2 separate regions of the Danio rerio genome follow, and region 2 is linked to region 1. The links are chromatin contacts, called in public Hi-C maps. All regions are on one chromosome and are shown on one strand. The core of a region is the stretch at or near the end of the contact, and the rest is flanking DNA. Distances in the headings are between cores, read along the strand shown.

Evidence for each region. A called contact is a pair of places that touch in the nucleus more often than the background predicts.
Region 2: a contact with region 1 is called in a Hi-C map of hematopoietic stem cells, with 1.7 times the contacts expected there. The contact joins the promoter of tbc1d25 here to the promoter of slc38a5b in region 1. A contact is called at or near these places in 2 of 18 Hi-C or Micro-C datasets (embryo and hematopoietic stem cells) and 3 of 4 datasets of contacts at active chromatin or transcription factors (caudal fin, embryo and gastrula embryo).

What each region holds. Positions count from the first base shown.
Region 1 is chr8:25,503,913-25,510,064 of GRCz12tu, forward strand. slc38a5b (solute carrier family 38 member 5b) reads right to left here and starts at 3,050. Exons shown (of 16, transcript NM_001002648.1): 1 at 2,896-3,050. ccdc22 (CCC complex scaffolding subunit CCDC22) reads left to right here and starts at 5,771. Exons shown (of 16, transcript NM_001025485.1): 1 at 5,771-6,152. The coding sequence starts at 6,103.
Region 2 is chr8:25,547,870-25,554,832 of GRCz12tu, forward strand. It overlaps tbc1d25 (TBC1 domain family, member 25), which reads left to right and starts at 5,405. Exons shown (of 7, transcript NM_001128236.1): 1 at 5,405-5,731. The coding sequence starts at 5,687. It overlaps trnah-gug (transfer RNA histidin (anticodon GUG)), which reads left to right and starts at 4,930; the gene lies at 4,930-5,001. It overlaps nt5dc2 (5'-nucleotidase domain containing 2), which reads left to right. Exons shown (of 14, transcript NM_001077143.2): 13 at 224-288; 14 at 2,341-3,507. The coding sequence ends at 2,602.

The DNA.
Region 1 (6,152 bases), core at 1,800-4,299:
TCTCCACCCACTCCAATTCAGTCACATTCCTTTTTTTGCCTCCATCCATTTCCTGTCGTTCTCTGTAGACTCTCTCCCTATATGTCAACATCTCACACTATTGCGATCCATTTTAAGGCCTTGGCTAGCGGTGTATTACAGGGCTTGAATGCTCTTTTTATGGCAGACACATCGGTAGTAGTGTACTTGCCCATGCTTAAATTGCCAGAGTATTTCCCAGGAGATAATATGATCCCTTCAACTCAGAGGCCACATATATATGTGTGCCAAAACTCTGGTTCCAGAGAATGTGGAGCAAGCTTTACTACCAGATTGCATTTTCCAAATTAGATCAAATTCACTCCTAAACCCCTAGGACTCCAACAGTGGTAAAAGGCCAAGTCTGGTCATTGTTGTAGACCACACAATGCACTCGCTGACCTCTGCACAGGCTCATTTCCCCCAGCTGAAGTCATGTACGTTCAGTATGTCCAGGACATCCGTTTAAAAAAAGCTACGGAAGCCATTTGAGGTTTATCAATTGTGTGGGTCACAACTACAGTGTCTACATTGTGGCTTGAACACCCCTTCAAATAATTAAACACATTCCATTTTCGTTTTGTACCTGATAATGATTTCCTCCAATTTTCCTCTTAGATAATGGCGGTATGAGGAAATAGATTATAGGATTGTTTATACTCTGTTTCTTTCACAATTTACCCACAGAACGTCATGTGCGAAGATTACGAAATAACTAAGTGGAAGTTCTTCACCTGAAGTCGACAACTAAAACTGGTAAGCAAGAAGACATTGTGTGAATTCAGGCGTACAAAATCCACAAAATAAACACTGGGTGAAGGGACTCATGTTCTTTTTAGGTTACATTTACTTTCTAAACAAACAGAGGAAGAAATACTGGCCATTTCATTTTAGCATTAAAACAAACTGAGTTATAGTTATCATGTTAAAATACTATTTTTTTAAATGCAACACTATAAATAAGTAATTTGAAGGCTGAACTGTGTAAACTCTTTACTGTCTGTTTGGCATCCAGCAGCATGTAAGAAAAGTGATTTCAGCATCAATTCGTAGAGAAAGTGGAATTTGAATTATGAATATGTGCTTTAATTTATAAGCAGTATGCTTATATTACTGGTATCAAACACAAAATGATGGAAATATCGAATCACACTGCGAGACTTCTTCCTCTGTATTTTTATCTGGTTTTCCAGTGCAAATATAATATTTTTTACATCAAGATACTTTCACTTGGAATCAAAATGACAGTAGATAAGAAACCTTGTTTTCTGATTTTTAAATCCAAATTAATCAAGCTTCCCATTAAAACAAGAACACATATCAGTCAATGGGATCAGTAAAATAAACTTACTTCAAATGGAAAAGTAATTTAAACCTCACTGACAAATTTTTGTTTATCTTTCAAACATAAACTCATTTCAATTTTCAGAAAACAATTGCGTCTTAAGTAATAGTACATAGATTCATAATAGATCACATTTTTTATTGGAAAACAAAATTACTAATGAAGATATAGTTTTTGCAATGCATGCAGTATTTATTTACACAGATTTATGCATGTAAGACCTTCTGTTCTGACTTAAGATTTAACAACTTTAAGATTTAAGCTTTAAGTTTAACTTTTTAAGACCCGCAGAACACTTGAATTGCATGTGAATTGAATTGCACTTGAAAAGCTTTGCAGTTACAGTTGTGATGGGCTCAGTGGGATAGCAAAGTGTCCGCTGGGTGTTTAAATGACTCCCAGCAGGTGAACATCCGTGTATTGTTTACCTACTGTTTCATGAATACTTTGTAATAGGACAATCTACTCATTTGACATATTGAGTTTCATACAGTATATTTTGATAAATGATGCTAATAGTAAATAAATAGGAATTTTTTTGTTCTCTGATTTAACTTTGTAGAAGAGTAACTGAGTAATTGATGCCCCTTTTCCCTGAATACACAACATAGTTGCTCTTTAAAAGTCTTTACTGAATAAATCCTCGTGGCCAACCTCTCACGATTCAACGTGGTGCACTGTGTACCCTCACACATTGCGTAACAATTTTTGGATGGTTTGAATATTTTTAGCTCTTTATACACTACTTGGTTTTGAAAAGACTTCAGTGTATCAGAAGAATGATCAAGGTGTAATCGCAATTCCTACAAGGAACTCACCAAAGAGTGGAGAGAATGAGAAAACACTGCATGTTGACAAGTTACCTGTTAATCAAGTTATTTTTCTTACATTGTCATAGGGGTTTAGCTTTAAAGAAACATTCCACACATCAAATCTTTTCAAAACAAACCCAATACAAAGAAATAGTTGCTTGTCCAAATTGTGCAGATATTTTTTTGGGTGGGTCCGGCAACATTCAACAAAAAAAAACTCATAAGACATAGTGAGAGGCTTAACATATGCTGTCTTAAATTTGCAACCATGTATCTCCAAGACTAAATCAACTGGTGGCCTTTTATATCTGGCTCTAGTCCTGCAATTGGACATATGATACCAGCAAAACGTCATTTACAGTGTGCATAAAAAGATTTTCCTCTGCAGCTCACACACACTTTCTCTATTATTCTGTCACATATAGCCTTTTCTTTACCACACTGTGGAGTGAACGACAAAAAAGGCACAATCAAACGAAAATCTCACTAATCTAAACAAATCTTCTAGATACAAAAAAGCCACTTAAAAGTGTAATTAATTGGAATCAAAGAGAAATTTGTTTAACAGTAAAACAAGCTTGTTAATACACAATGAAACTGTAATTATGTTAACCAAACTCTTCTAAGCCATTAAGCCTTTACTGTCAACCGCAGTTTGATTTTTATATCCATGTGCTCAAGCAAGACAAGAGATCTACAGAAAAGAAAAACCCTTCTCACCTTTTTAAATGGCTGTTGTTGTTGTTGTTGTTGTTTTCTCAAATGTAGTGCTGCTGAAGCATTCTCTGAGAGATTTTCTTGGTTGAGGTGTTGCGTTTTTATCCCAGTTGTTAAAAGGTTTAAGTAGAGCCCAAGAGAGAAAGAGAGAAAGGACGGTGTGGTTCTTCTGAAGAGAGTAAGGCAGGAGGCAAGGGTGGGAAGCACATGGAGAAAAAAAAAGGGAGGGAGGCAGCTTCTCAATGCAGTCTCGAATTACATGTGATGTCACGTACAACACAAGCCACTGTTGAACTCTCTTAATGCAGACAACAGCTTTCCATTTATTAGCTCTTTGACATGGGTTCGTCTCTCATTCAGCAAACTGATGGAATGGCATGCAGTCCAAAATGAAGACATATTTTCAGCTGGAAGAGTTCAAACTCTGAATTAAATGGGTAAAGGTGGGTTTGGAGATTTGAGGTTTCTCCCTTCCCCCGTTTTCTTGGAGGGCTTCATGGAATTATGGTCACAAGTTGTAGTACAGTGCTTAGCATGATTGAGTAAATCCCATTTTAAAAATAAATATTTTTATCAATTTCTCAGAGAATATCGGCAATGTATTTTGATGCATTTAAACAAAACAGTTTTATTAAACAGATATATTTATTAAAATAATATTTCAGTCACCAAACATTTTTAGAAATTGAACAATAATACAATTAATTTAAGCAAAATGTTGTAAAAATAAATTACAAACTACAAAATTTCAAATAAATTTTTCCTTTTTTCTTTTCTTGATTCTTCCTCTTTTTTAAATTTGTATTTAATATTTTTCTGTAACCTAAATTTGGGTGAACTAGTTTTTGGACCGTTATCGTAAGTTATTTTGCTCCAGATTTGGCTTCAGTATTGACTAATCTGATGTATATGCACACATGGAATATTGTAGACCTTCCTATTAAAAATATGAATTTAAAAGATATATTTGTGAGGGGTGTAATTATGCTGAGCACTGTATAAACGTACATGTACTTTTTTTTCTATTACCAGGGAATATTTAAATAGGGTTTTAAGATACATCTTCTTTCCCAAGTTATGTTATATTATTATATGAACAATGGGTTTTGTGGCTAAGGAATGTACTAAGAAGATTATAAGGAATTCTTGAGCAGGAAAATTGATCCTGTTCATATACGAGGAGATTACTTTCAACAGCATAAGAAATGGTCAATGAGTTCAGAAGCTTTTATGGTTTATATTACTAGAATATCAAGACTTGTGTTAAAAAAAATTCTAAAAATTAAACACTTGCTTAGTTTTTTTATTAACTTCAACCAAATTATATGACAAAAAAAAGGTTTTTTAATCTTTGAGATGTGATTGTGATAGAGCACAGAGATTTAGAGAATGTGGATCCAGATTTTGTTATAAATTGATATTCTGAATAAAAATAAATGTACTAAATAATTTATTCACAAATGCAAAGTTTTTAAAAATATAGCACCGCAGTCTAAACGGGTAGTTCATCCAAAAATAGAAATTACCTCATTATTTAATTTCCCTCATGTGATTTTAAACCGAAGAATTTCTTTCTTCTGTTGCACACAAAATGAGATAATTTGAAGAACATTGGTTGCTGGTTCCCACCAATTTCTAAAGTAGGAAAACAAATTACTATTGAAGTCAATGGGTGCCAACTACCAGCATTTATCTAAATATCCCTTTAATGTATTTTAAAATGAGCTATGCTAACAGTGCAAATAATTTATATGAATTGCTCTTGTTTATGTGTTGTTGTATGTATTAGGTGTCCGTAAGAAGTTAATGTCTGTTTTACTAAACTTATTGTTAATGTTTAACTGCAAAACAAAGAAAAAGTTGTCTTAAAAGTTAAGTTCATTCAAAAGTGATAATTCAGTCATTATTTATACACGCATGTGCAACTCCTGGGAACACAAAAGGCAAATGTCTGGGGTGTAGGAAATGAAAACACTGTTACAATATCATAATTTCAATCTCTATTTAAATAACCAAAGCGTATGACTTAACACACTGAAACAGTAACTCTGCACATATGATGATGTGTGAACGCATTGAGTAAAACTGACCTTGGTGATCCAAAATGTATTGGTGCTATGTCACATGATAAATCACCATATGTTGTGTGCTTGAACTGTGCTTTAGGGCAAGAAGTGACTGAAAATACTTACATTTCAGTCCTGGGTTAAAGAAGCAACATCTGTCTTTAGAAGATGTTGTAAATAAATAACAATGTTAGACTTTAGCATTTTTTATAAACCTGTATTGATCAAAGTGAATCAAGTAACAAACATACATTTTTGTAATGATTTAATACATTTAAATACATAAAACAAGTAAAAAAAAAATAGAAAAATATGGACTATTCTAAGGAATGAAGACAAGTCAGTCAACAATAAATTATTTAAACACTGCAGATTTGTAGCTAAATTAATAGTGCTGTAAGAACAGCATATTAAAGGACGCTGTGGATTAAAAAAAAGTCTTAATAGTTATCGTTTTACTTGGCTCCTTAAAGATTAACTACTATAAATCATTATACTCATATCCATGTCTCGAATCGTCTAAACACAGCTTAGTCTTGTACTGAAATTCCACACTAATAATATTAGTTTATAATTAGCTTCTGCTTTCTGATCAAGCATGTGTCACTAATACGACTGTTATGATCTGAATCATCTGATTTTCTCTCAAGCCCTACAAAAACATCTCAAACATTTCACTTTGGTCCTGGACAGCGCACGTGCTTACGCGTCGCTCTCGTCACGAGATCAAAACGCGCTCTGCCTGTCGGGAACTCGAGTTTTAAATGAGTAGTCCAGTACTGCTGTCTCAAAGCTCTAAAACTCCACGTCCCATGATACACTGCGTCGGACACTCCTAGGTAATGACTTCCTCTCCAGAAAAAGCTGATATTGAAGAGACAGACTGAAAAAAGCTATTATTTTGACACTCCGTTTTTGCTAAAGAATGCGGTGAAAAGTACTAAACGGCTCGTTTGACACTGCGTTTTGAAATGTAGCCATGGCAGCCGAACGGTCGTCCTGGTTTGCAGACCTGCACAGGCTGTAGTGAAAGCGATGCTGGGGGTTTGCTGAAGCCTTATGATATTCATTTGCCTTGTCCGCGGTGGGGCTTTAATATTGCTACGGAAGACAGTCGAGCAGCTTTATCTGATCTCGTTCCGTGATGGAAGAAGTCGATAGGATTTTAATTCACTCTCTAAGACAAGCGGGCAC
Region 2 (6,963 bases), core at 4,155-6,654, 46 kb after region 1:
TTTGCTGCAGTAAGAAAGCTCTTTACGTCAACGTTGCAGAATTGTTTTACAACTTTAAACCCAATTTAGTTGTACAGTTTTTGCTTAACTTTAAGGAAACTACAGTGCTTTCATTTGTTCTATCCTAGAGGCATCTTAAATCCAATTCTAAAAGTTTCCTTGTCAATTTTTGAGAGTTAATTTTCTACAGAAGACAAACTTTTTTGACCCTCATGCTTTTCAGATGTATCGGGATCCTGAGTCCAAGAAAGTTCTGCAGGAGTGGCTGAAAGAGCGAGAAGAGCTACGGTAAGTGAAGCTACACAATTAATTCATGATTTCACTTACTTTCTAACTAGTTCAGCGAGACTCTTTTTTTTGGATTTCTTTCATTTCATTCAATTTGACAAAATATTCAAATGTTTTGAGTTGCTTTCCGAACACATCTACAACTAGCCCAAACGTTGATCTCACTACAAACAAGTCATAAATAGAATGGGAAAATAATCATTCATTGTTTAGATGGTTTTGTTTTATCTTGGATAAGCTCAGCTCAGCGCTTCTGACCAGTCAAGTTTGAGTCATTTGTTTAACCAATGCACACTTTGAGCCATGAATAGTTCCTCTGTCCAGTCTTCAAGTTTTTGAGTCATTTGTTCATCATGTGACAGCATGTAACAGACGAATGACTCAAACCTATGGACTCAATAAATGAACAGATCTTTTTTTTTTTCAGCTCTGACTGCATTTTGTCTTTTAAGTGATCAACAAATGACTCAAATTAATTAATCTTTCCACCTGTACAATGTGTGAATGAACGAATCGCTAGGAGCACACCCCTCTTCCCGAGTCACATTAAAGGTCTCGTGAAATTAAAATAAAAACATTTGCGTTAGTCTTGTTAGTTTTAAGGATATCTATTAGTTGGCGACGTCCATTGGCCGTTTTTTAAAAAGGGGGAGGAGCTACTGTTGCACCCTCTTTTTATTTTTCAGTTGAGATTACATCAAACATTAAATGAAAATGCAAATTTCAAAGCACTTCATGAGATCTTTTTGGCTAGTTTCCACTGGTCACCAGGTTTGCATTTCCACTGCCAGAACATGATTTGATTATAACTGCAGATCAATTATAGTGCAAAATAGTGAAATAGCTTCTGTGATTTAATAAATAAATGCAACATATATATGAACACATACAGACCCTTACATTCCCTGATATGTTACCAATTACAGAAAAACTACACACAGCATACATTTAGACCTTATTTGGGTTGACCATGACTCGCTATTATATGTATATATTATTACGGTGTAAAGTCTTGGCTGTGTTTTAAAATATCGCGCCTCTTTTGTTTTCATTCTGCTGGCTTGTGCACGAGCTAGCGACGTTTTCCTGTAAACCAATAGCGTTCAGCTGCACGTCTGGCTTCGCCTTTTGTTACACTTTTATTGTGCTAGGTACCCTTGGATACCCAAAAAGTGGTATTGGTACGGTTCACTTTTTGGTACACTTTGTCAGTGGAAATGTCCATAAAAGCATACCGAACTGTACTGTACTGCAGTGGTTCTCAAAGTGGGGGTCGCGGGACAATGAGAGGGGGTCTCTTGGTGATTTCCAAAAATCGAATAAATTTGAACAAACTTTTAAAATTACCATTGTTAATCCAAAACCTACAGAAGATAAAAATACAGTAGGTACATGAAAATACAATATCCAATCAAAACGCCATCAGCCTTTAGTTTTTGTTGTTGTTTGTGTTTTGTTGATTTTTTACATTGGATTGCAACCCCTTACGGTTTTCACAGTAGATTAATGACAGAGCAATAGCGTCAGTTGCACTAGATTGATTTTACGGCAATAGCTAAACTTTGACACCTTTACAGCACTCACATACATTTAAAATAAATACAGGCCACAACTGAACATGAGGGATGATCTTTAGGTGGCAGTCTTCAAAATTAAACCAAGAAAAGACTGGTGATGTAACTTAAATATTGTGCCCACCAGTCTCATTAGGTGAGGTTAATATTAAATAATAATGAAAAATTAAAAATAATATGGTTGTTAGACTGTTGCACTTTTTTGTGTTGCCAATATGCTTGTGTTTATATAGGCCTATTGGTTTGTGTCAGTGTTGTGTGCAACGTTTGTATGATTATAACCACTTCCAAAAATAGTGGGGGTTGGGAGTCATTGGCATTGTTATATTGGGGGTCCCGGGCTGAAAGTTTGAGAACCCCTGCCGTGCTGTACCACTCAGTGGTAATGGACCATGAAAGATTTGTTCGAAAAAAGCATAATAGTTCACGAACGACCCATCTCGATTTCTAACATGCCTCCCAATGTCCATTTTTACAGGGCCGTCACCAAGAACCTCTTCAACCCTCACTTTGGCAGCATATTCCGTACCTGCCACAACCCGACCTACTTCTCCCGCCGCCTGTGCCGATTCTCAGACCTGTACATGGCCTCTATCAGCTGCTTGCTCAACTATGACCTCTCGTACACGTTCTACCCCCGCCGGACCCCCCTGCAACACGAAGCACCCCTCTGGATGGACCAGCTCTGCACTGGCTGCATGAAGACGCCCTTCTTGGAGGAAATGGCCCATATTCGCTAAAACCCCCACCAAAGGTGCAAATCTGAACTGAAAAGTGAATGAGGGTTGTGTCTCTTTGGCAATGGAGACGTGGCACTTTCTGCGCTAACACCACATGCAACGGGGCCACCTGCTGGATGTTATGTTACAATGCATCTCAACGTTCTCAAGCCTTGGACGGTGAAAGACAAAGGCTTGTCGATGGATTCGTCCTAATGTTCTTACCTCCTAATTTTTTTATTTACATTTGATGCTGTTGCATTATGTCTTACTAAACATAGTGTTGAGTGGTTTACAGTTCTCTCTCTTTTGTTTTGGTTTTGTAGATTAACCCTGTCGTCATGAGTGCTGTAGTCGCATCAGAGTGATGTTTGTATTAACATGAGTCATGATAACAGAATGGATACAAATAGACTATACTTGGGGTACCCAGATGTTTTTCAACTCTGGTTAGGCCAAAGTATTGCGCCGCTGGCCAAAAATGCACAATAAGAGTTACAAATACAGTAGGTCTGATTCCATGTATGATTAGGTCAAATAGCTTCTTAGATTTGGTGTCGTCATGTTACTTAATCTTTACACTACAGGAATAATGTAGCCTAGACTCGATTGTTTTTTAAACATGAACTCATAATGCCAGTTGCCGCAGCTTTTTATGATTTTTGTTTATAAATCACAGCTGTTTTTACATACATGGAAGCTCCTGGTGGGCGAAACCAAATGCTGTTGTTGTTTTTGACCTTGCCGGGCCTCACTGTTTGTGGCTTTAGACTAAGCTTCTGTACAATCAGAGCATTGTTTGCTTACATTTAAGTCTGTGAATAGCTATGCTGCTAAATTCGGTTTTCCAGGAACAAGAAAGATGTCATCTTTTTGTATGTACGTGCTCTACAATTTATAAAATCAAATAAAAGGCTTTGTATTAATAGTGTTGATTCTCCTTCACTAAACATGCCAGATTTATTGCCATGGCTTCTGTGTACAGTTTTTGGTCTCTTATATCCCAATTTAATACAATTTTAATTGCTAGAAACATTATATGCTGCATTCTTGATTTATTTTTATTATATTTTAAGAATTTCCTCTGGTCTCAATTAAATGTACAGCTAATTATTGGCATAATGAAAACTAAAACTAATATAATGACAAAGGGCATAGATGGAAATATTATAGGGCTAAGGAAAGATCCTAGAGGCAACCATATTAATATCTATCTACTGGTAAATCTGATGTGATCTGTAGAGTAAAATACAGCACTGCAATCTTGAAAAAACTGAACCTAATATGAATTGGTGCTCAAGAAACATTTATTACTATCAGTGTTTTTTATGCTTAAAGGGATAGTTCACCCACAAATAAAAAATCTGGCATTATTTACGCATCCTCCACTTGTTCCAAACTTTGAATTTCACACATAGGTTTTTTCAAGGATTAGCCATGTGAATAAAAGCTTTTTAATATTTTTTTTTCACATTTTTCGAGGGCCTTGTACTGATTTTTGCTCTTTAATAAAACATACATTGATCAATCTTGAAAATTACTAGTCTCTGACTTTCAATGTTTATCATGTTTTTTTCGATGGCTGTCAATGGCTACAAGTTTCCAACATTTTTCAAAGCATCGTTTTTTGTTTTAAAAAGATAAATAAACTAATGGTTTGGTAAAAAGTAAGATTTTTTCCCAGAGGTGGGTTGCGGCTGGAAGGGCATCCGCTCTGTAAAAACTTGCTGGATAAGTTGGTGGTCCATTCCGCTGTGCCGACCCCGGATTAATAAAGGGACTAAGCCGACAAGAAAATGAATGAATGAATGAAAAGTAAGATTATGAGTCAGTTTTTATTCTTAGGTCTCAATAGAAAAAGACTTCACAAAATTAAAAAAGCTTTAAAATCAAAGGTTAATTAAATATGGTGGAAGTTTTAAATACAGTATGTTTAAATAACAGAGAATATAAATTTGAGGGACATATATCCTCACAGAAATATCGAAATCAAAAATGTATCTAAAGTGCGGGAAAGAAGTTTGTGGTGGTATGAAATATCTTTCGTTTAAAATAAGTTGTTATTTTTTCAAATTGCCAACATTTTCATCAAAACTTTAGAAAAATATATATATGGACATAGTGCTTCACGATATTAAAAGTGTTTACTAAAAATATATATGGACATAATGCTTCACGATATTAAAAGTGTTTACTATACTTTTGGGCCAAACAAAGGCAGCCCGAGAGCGTAAGAAACATTTGAAGAAAAAAAATGAGCCAGAAATGTTTGAAAATACGCGCACGTCTCCTTTTTGTACAATTATAAGGTCTGAATCTGCCTGAGACGCGCAGCTGCTCAGTAGCGCGCCGTGATCGTATAGTGGTTAGTACTCTGCGTTGTGGCCGCAGCAACCCCGGTTCGAATCCGGGTCACGGCAAATATACAGAGCAAAGCATTCGTTTTCATATTGCTGTGGCTGATACATTTTACAATACAATATAACGTATACTATACATTAAACGTATTCATTTTAATATATACAAATGTAATAACTTAGTCTTAGACTTATTAACGTTATATTAATTTGCCCAAATACATTCATCATAATTTAAATAACGCATTATTTGGAATGAAATCGCTTTAAATCACCAACAGACATTTGTTCAGTCGTTAATTCTAATTTTCATAAGATTTTTGTTTTTTTCCTCACATAGATCGTTCATTCCTTCATGAATCCAATGATGTAATGCAAATGTGTCGTCATATCCTGTTGTTTCAAAACGTGAAAGCCTTCGGTATGGATATAGTCGTTAGTGTCTGTATTTATGGATCTACATAGACGAAACACTGATTATCAGATACCTGAATTATCATTAAAATAGATATGTATTATACAAGAAACACCTCTAGCTTTGCTTGCAGCGAGGCTTTTATTTTGAAACGTGTCAGCAGGATGTCGGTTGTTTTTGAGTGTCTTGTTAGAGGAGTTTTCATTGAACCTGCCAAAGCAGTAAGAGAGGGGAGAACGGGTACCCGCATCCATTGTTATTTTACTTTCATTTTTTTCTTCTGGATGACAACATCCCATCTTTGAACGAGACCATTAGAGCGGACTACCCACCATGTCTGTTGAGGAGGAGAGGGGGGTAGTTCGTGTCAAAGTCAAGGTGAGGAATTTTGGGGAGCGAGCGGCAGGTAGAAACCCCAACCACACACACACACACACACACACACACACACACACACATCAACACGGCGGGCAGGATGAAAACACAGTAACACACAGCGGTCCTGTCAGGCCACGAGTGTCTGGTTTCACGTCTAACGTTATCGTTCGTCTGTCGTGGGGAATTGTTGTTTGTTCATCAGCCCTAGTCTTCACGTCCGTCGCTTTTTCTTCGTTGGCATCTTTGTTGTTTACGAATCGTGACCGCATCATAAAAATATGTTTTACAGTACAGTACGATCAGAACAATTATAATTACTATATTATTTGAATTATCATGCGATATTTTCGTGAAATATATTTTCATTTCGAAGTAACGGTTCAGTTTTTTCATCGTTGTTGTTTTTGTGTCCAAATGTAACCGTTTATAAACGGTCTATAATTAGATGCTTATTTGCGTAAAAAAACTTGTCGCACAAATACAGTGGTCAGCATGTATAAGTACACCTCTGACATATCTTTTAAAATTATATTTTTAATAGGAAGCTATACAGTATTTGTGCTTGTACATTACATTAGTCAGTGCTGAAGCCAATCAGGAGCTTATCTAACAAAATAATTTACGATGACTGTCCAAAAACTAGTACACTGAAATTTAAATGGTATAGAAAAATATTAAATACAATTTTGTAAAAGAAGAAAAATCAAGAGAAACAAATATTTGAAAAATTGAGTTGACATTTTGTCAATATTTTGCATGAATTTAATTGTATTATCTTTCATGTTTAGTGTCTAAATAGTATTTTAATAAATATATATGTTCTTTAAATCTGTTTTTTTTTAATGCACCAAAATACATTGCCTAATTTCACTGAGAAATGATAATATTAATTTTCAAAATGGGGAGAACTCAATTATGCTGAGCACTGTATATACCGCTGACTTGCTTGACCGTGAGTCATATTTGCTCTGGAGTGTCACATGATCAACCTGAATCCTCTTGCTTCAGTATTTCAGTCATTTCTCGGGTGTTCAGTCAGATTTAACGTATACAAAAAGTGTTGTTTATGCTTTTGAAAGCTGTATGGCTGTTGTTTCAGATGCAGGGCTTTGAGAACCACTAAAATAAAATACAGAGCCACTTTATAAAAAAAAGCTTTATTCCTCTTCTGCTTCAAGATCAGTAGTGTCAATATAATTCAACAAAGGTTTCTATGTTTTGTAAAAAGATTT